2 separate regions of the Hordeum vulgare genome follow, and region 1 is linked to region 2. Evidence: chromatin contacts called from public Hi-C data. All regions are on one chromosome and are shown on one strand. Each heading gives the region's core, a stretch centred on a gene start, on an enhancer-like site or on the middle of the called end of the contact. The rest is flanking DNA. Distances are from core to core; before and after follow the strand shown.

Evidence for each region. A called contact is a pair of places that touch in the nucleus more often than the background predicts.
Region 1: a contact with region 2 is called in a Hi-C map of leaf, with 2.3 times the contacts expected there. The contact joins the enhancer-like site here to the promoter of LOC123445706 in region 2.

Annotation. Positions count from the first base shown.
Region 1 is chr3H:616,377,684-616,380,569 of MorexV3_pseudomolecules_assembly, reverse strand. No RefSeq gene overlaps it. Among protein-coding and RNA genes, the nearest start is that of LOC123445824, 14 kb to the right of the region's middle. Within about 2 kb of position 1,434, at least 2 of the 3 cell types and tissues checked have open chromatin away from gene starts, as enhancers often do. A contact at or near this core is called in leaf, where this site is marked.
Region 2 is chr3H:616,340,873-616,343,957 of MorexV3_pseudomolecules_assembly, reverse strand. LOC123445706 (receptor-like cytoplasmic kinase 176) reads left to right here and starts at 1,819. Exons shown (of 6, transcript XM_045122732.1): 1 at 1,819-2,202; 2 at 2,443-2,771; 3 at 2,917-3,052. The coding sequence starts at 2,118.

The DNA.
Region 1 (2,886 bases), core at 185-2,684, 37 kb before region 2:
TCATTAATTAAACATAACCGGTTTGATTAATTATCATGCAACTTCGATCAGATGCGACTAATCACATTAATGCACGGTAAATTAATTAATTCATTTAACAACAACTTTTATCTTTTTCATTTGACTATTTTATTACAGTACTAATACTTTTGGGGTCCGGATGACAAAACATATTTTTTAAGCAAATCGTTTTCGCCGGTACTAGTGCTACTATGGGCCAGAGAGCGTGTGAACAAAAACACCGTGTCACATCAAACAAAATTAACACGCTTGATACTTGCATGTCACTGAAATATATTGTCCATCTTCCTTCATCAATTCAGATTTTTGGTTGATTTGATTGGAGTATGAAGTCAATTTGGTATCATAGCCAAAAGGTATTGAGTTCAAGACCTTGCCAACTTAGTATTGAAAACCAAAGATTCTGTGAGCTACATCGATCTCACGTCTAAGGATTAAAATAGACTAGACATGAGGGTGGGTGTTTATATATTGCTCGCCTCCCTTCATCAGTCTGGACTTTTGGATGAGCCTGATTAAAAAAAGATAACGGTGACGGCAATAGTGGAATTGTGTTTCTTTGGGGCATTGGTGGTTCTCCTGTTTCGACCTTTGGCACTCCCGTTCTTCATATCTTCTACAATCCAATAGCGATGGTGATGATTTGCTAGTATAGCTAGACGGCATGCACATGTCCTTCACTTTGTGAACAATCTGATGACGACGTTGATAATTTGCTATAAGACCTAGATGACGCGGTTATGTTTTTCACTTCCTCAAATATCCGATGATGACGTTTGTGATTTGCTATTAGGGCTAGACGGCGTTGGAAAGAGAAGCACCAGCCAGTTGGGAAAATCATCCAATACTCCTCTTCCTTTGTACCACATAGATTTGGTTTTAAAATGTGTTTTAATAGTGGCAAGACGGCCCGTCTAATTGGAGTTAAGTTTAGTGTTGAGGGAACTTCTGCTTTTAGTTTGCACCTGTTTTAATAGTGTAAGGCCATGAGGCCAATTTCCTCCTTTAGATGCGTCCAGTTTTGAAGCAGTGGTGCTAAAACTTGTTGTTGGACTGGTTGGAAAACCCCTTTCATTTAAAAAAGAAAAGCCGGTCCATGTAAATTGACCACCAAATACTTCTCCTCCTCTCAATTACCAGGCTATCAATCTCAAGCCACAACGAACGTCGGATCTCAATCCGACGGCTGCACCACCTTCACTTATGGCCCGGGGCCACGTGTCACTGAGAGGAAGGTTGGGCATGTAGGTGGTGGTTATTAATTAGTACTAACTGGTAATTAAGTCGGAACCGGGAAACGACAAATCATCTATAGCTCGAACTACTTGCTGCCAGTGCGCCGGTGCCAGCCACTGCAGTGTTGGAGAGGGCATGTATCCTATTCCTAGCTGGTGTGTATCATCTAGGCACAGTTGACCTTTGCTTGCTTGATCGGCATTTTCCTTGATAGCGACCACCAGCCCGATCCATCGCATGCACTACCTCTGCCTCTGCCTTTTTGGATGAGAAGAAGAGACCTCTCTCAACGGACATGGCAAGTACGTACTCCCTCCATCCAGATGTATAAGGCATGCACGTAGTTTTATGTCGTTAATTTAACTATTTAAATATGTATTATATATAATAAATAATATATCATTATATTCATGTGGAAATGTAGTTTTTAAATATGTGATTTTTATCGCATATAATATATATTTAACTAGTTAAGTTGACAGCCTAAAACTACGCGCATGTCCTATACACTTGGACGGAGGTAGTACGTACGACGGCGTAGCTAGCTCGCTGGTCAAGCAGTTGGGCTTTGTGTACCACTAGTATACTCCATCATTTTCGGTTTATAGGGCTCAAATCTGAAATCTCATCAATCAAGGTGAATTGTGTGTGGATGACACTAGTTTAAACTAGCCAATGAAATATTTCTCACATATGCAATTTTCAAGGCAATAAATGTAGCATCCATCCTTTCATTGGACTTGCGTGGTGGATGTAGAAAACGATGCATGCAAAGTCACTCTTCTCCTTTCTCTAAACTCTATGAATTAAATATGGCGCGAGACTCAAAGCACTTTAACTCACTTAAACTCGAAATGAGCCTAAGAGCATGGTTAATAGGCCCTGTTTGGATACTCTAACCGGGTTAGAGGTTAGAGTTAGATTCTAACCCTCAACTAACCCTAAACTAACTCTAACCCAAAAGGTGTTTGGATGAGAGGGTTAGATTGGCAATAAATGTCATTTCTCAATCATTTGGTTACTTTTGTCCATATTCACTGTCGGATTTGGTGTGGCCGATCGTTGTGTGGCCTGCTCTCGCTCACAAATGAAGTATAAAAAACATGATAAAAAATAATTTGTTCGTACAAATTTGATGTCTCACTTAAACATACAAGTCGTCAATCAAAGTTTGAAAAAATATTACATTCCATGAAACAAAGCATGAGCTAACTCATCACGGAAGGCATTCATGTTAACATCTTCAACAAGAGGTTCGTCTTCTGGCCATGCAGATGCAGAAGAATCCGGCATTGGGTTATAATTTTCATCGGCGTCACAGGCATCAAATTCCCTATCCGCAATTCTGCTCCGACGAATGAAATTATGAAGAGCCATACAAGCAACGATAATTCTAGTTTGCTTATCCTCTGCAAATATTGGCATGTTCAACAAAATCCTAAATTTCATCTTCAACACTCCAAATGATCGCTCAACGACATTCCTAACTTTGGCATGTGCATGGTTGAAGGTTTCTTTCAAACCTTGCGGCGGCGGTCCGTTTTGCCATTGCTGCACATGATACCTTGTACATCTGTATGGTGAAAGGTAGCCTGGCCGGTTTAGGTACCCCGCATCAACCACATAATA
Region 2 (3,085 bases), core at 570-3,069:
AATACTTAATAACGGAGTTATCACATTAATTTCAAGATAAGTGGTGTGGCAATAATGATAAAAACGGAATAAAAATCTTAATCCAACAGGATAATGCAATGCCTCATTTTATCCCTAATAATGTAACTTTTCGAGAAGTTGTGTAAAAACTTATATATACATTCGATTATTACAACAATCCTAAACAAACCCGAGTTCGATATCTTGGACCTCTGCTTCCACAACTCTGTGAGACTGTAGATAACTTGCAAATATACATGACTAGTATAGGGTGTTGAAGGGGAGTTTGAGAATTATGAGGCACACAAGTTGTTTAAAAGTTTTGTCACATTACAGAAGTTATGGTTGAAGTTATGTTAAGACAAAACGAAAAAAATATAAACTTACACACTTGTACATAAATCGTTTTCAAAATGATGGAAAAGAAGTAATAGGTCAATATTGAAACGATCAACTAGTTGATAATAACAGGGCCATTATATAAAAAATGTAATAAGAAAAGGAAAAATATTTTTCGAAGCATAATAATATCATCAACATAGACCAATACGAAAATAATGATCTTGCCTTTCCTATAAAAGAACAAGAAAGTGTCTTCTCTTGATGGTCGAAAACCAATGGTTTAATGTTTTTCACTTAACCCAGAGTACTATGCTCCAGGTGCATATTTCAGACCATGCGAAGCCTTATGAAGCTTAAAAACAAAATTTATCTTGCATTTTACCTCATAACCAGGTGGTTTTTTCATGTACACTTCTTCCTCTAGAACATTATGAAGAAACGTACTCCGCACATCCAATTGCCGAAGACTCCAACCACTTAAGATTGCAACAGAGAGAACAAGTCTCATAGTAGCTGCTTTAACTACAGGACTAAAAGCGTTTTCATAATGTTTATTTATCATCTTGCTTAAACCCCTTTGCTATCAATCTTGCCTTCTATCTGTTCATTTTATCATCCACCTATGTTTTAATTATGTATACCCGTCTACAGGTAATAACATTTCTGTTTTTGGCCGGAGGAACCAAGTGCCAAGTCTTCTTACTTCCAATGAGAGCACCATGCTCATCATTTATAGCCATTTTCCAATTTTTGTTACTCAAGGCCTCCTCCAAATTACTGGGGTGCACCAGTGGTTTCTAACCCTCGAAAATAAGTTTTGTCATACGTCATAGCGCCGTCAGTACTAATCTTGGTCAGTAGTAATCTTGGGTCTCACAATATCGTGTCGTGATCGAGTTTGCTGCATCGGCATAGCCTGATCTATGTTTGGACGTGACCTGGAATCCGAGACCGACATGTTGTTAAAGACAAGAAAGATGTGTCGGTTTATAAGCGTGAGTGCTCATAAGGGTGAGTACACGCTCGTATAGGTCGGCGAATTCGATTGTACTGTGTGGAAAAAAAAAATGCAGACTTATGATTTTTTTTTTATGCACCCTAATAAGATTACCATGGCGACGACGATGATTTGGGAGCGAACGTTGAGAAGAGAGAAGCAGGAGCCGGTCGGAGAGAAGAACGGCGCACGCACGCGCACACACGAGCAGAGTCCAAACGCCGGCGAAAAACAAACCCATCCAAAAAGCGTTCCCCCGGCGGCAAGCCGTGCCGCGCAAACTCACCACCACCAACCGCCACAAGAAAACGCAAACCGTCTGAATCAAACCACGACCCTCCGACGCAGATCCGACGGCCGGCGCCGGTCCCCGACCCGCCACGCAACCTCCACTGACGCCCCGGGCCCGCGTGTCACCGGCCGGAAGGTTCGCCGTGGAGGCGCCCGGTATAAATTTCGGGGCGGGAGCAAAAGCTGCCGAGAAGAAACACACCTTCTTCTCGCCTCCTCGCTCCCCGCCTCCCGCCCGCCATTAATGCGCCCCTCCTCCTACTGGGGCAAGTGGTCAACCAGCTTAGCACGGGCGACGCCGGCCTTCCTTCCCGTGATCGGCCAAGAGGCCGACGGGGACAGATAGGAAAGTCAGAGGTGTAGTATATATAATCCGGCCTGCTCGCCGGCCGGGGTGAAGACAGGCTCTGCCGTTCGCCAACGTCTCTGAGAAAAGCTCCGTCTCCCTTGCCTGAGCCTCCGTCCATCGATCGATCTGCCGCCGGCCATGGGGAACTGCTTCGGGAGCAGGATCAGCTCCGACAGCCCCTACAAGACCACCAGCGGCTCCGCCTCACCTTCTTCCTCCTCAGGTCAGCCCCTCTCCTCCTCCTTGCCGTTCTCCGGCGAGCGCCATTTCGCCGCCTAACTAATCTGGACCGTTCCTTCATTTTGGACCAATCTTCTCGTCTCACCTGCCCGCAAAGCACCTTTTTTTTTGCTTTTTTCCAAGCTCCCGGTCTCAATCCAAGAGCAAAATTTAGATTTTGCTTCGATTAGTTTGCTCTTCTGATGATCTTATCCTAATCTTGTCTGATTGATTGGTTAATCAGGGTGGGCGTGGAGGAGGAAGGGCAAGGGGGGCGTGAGCGTGTCGAGCAGCCGGGTGTCGTCCTCGCCGTCGACCACGGTGCCGCCGACGCCGCGCAGCGAGGGCGAGATCCTCCAGTCCGCCAACGTCAAGAGCTTCGCCTTCACGGAGCTCAAGACGGCCACCCGCAACTTCCGGCCCGACAGCGTGCTCGGCGAGGGCGGCTTCGGGTCCGTCTTCAAGGGCTGGGTCGACGAGACCACCTTCGCCCCCGCACGGCCCGGCACCGGCATGGTCATCGCCGTCAAGAAGCTCAACCAGGAGGGCTTCCAGGGCCACCGCGAGTGGCTGGTCAGTCTTCGCCTTCTCTTCTCTGAATTACTCTGCTACTGAATATGGCTTCTGAACTTTCTGAATCTCTGCATTCAGAATCAGTGTGTTGCTCAAATTTCTAAATCCATTGTTACTGAATATGGCTGCTGAATGTGTTGTGCAGGCTGAAGTGAACTATCTTGGTCAGTTGTCGCACCCGAATCTTGTCAGGCTCGTCGGGTACTGCCTCGAGGACGAGCAGCGCCTCCTCGTCTACGAGTTCATGCCGCGAGGGAGCCTCGAGAACCATCTTTTCAGAAGTAATTACCAATGAACCTTCCTCTCTGCTTCAT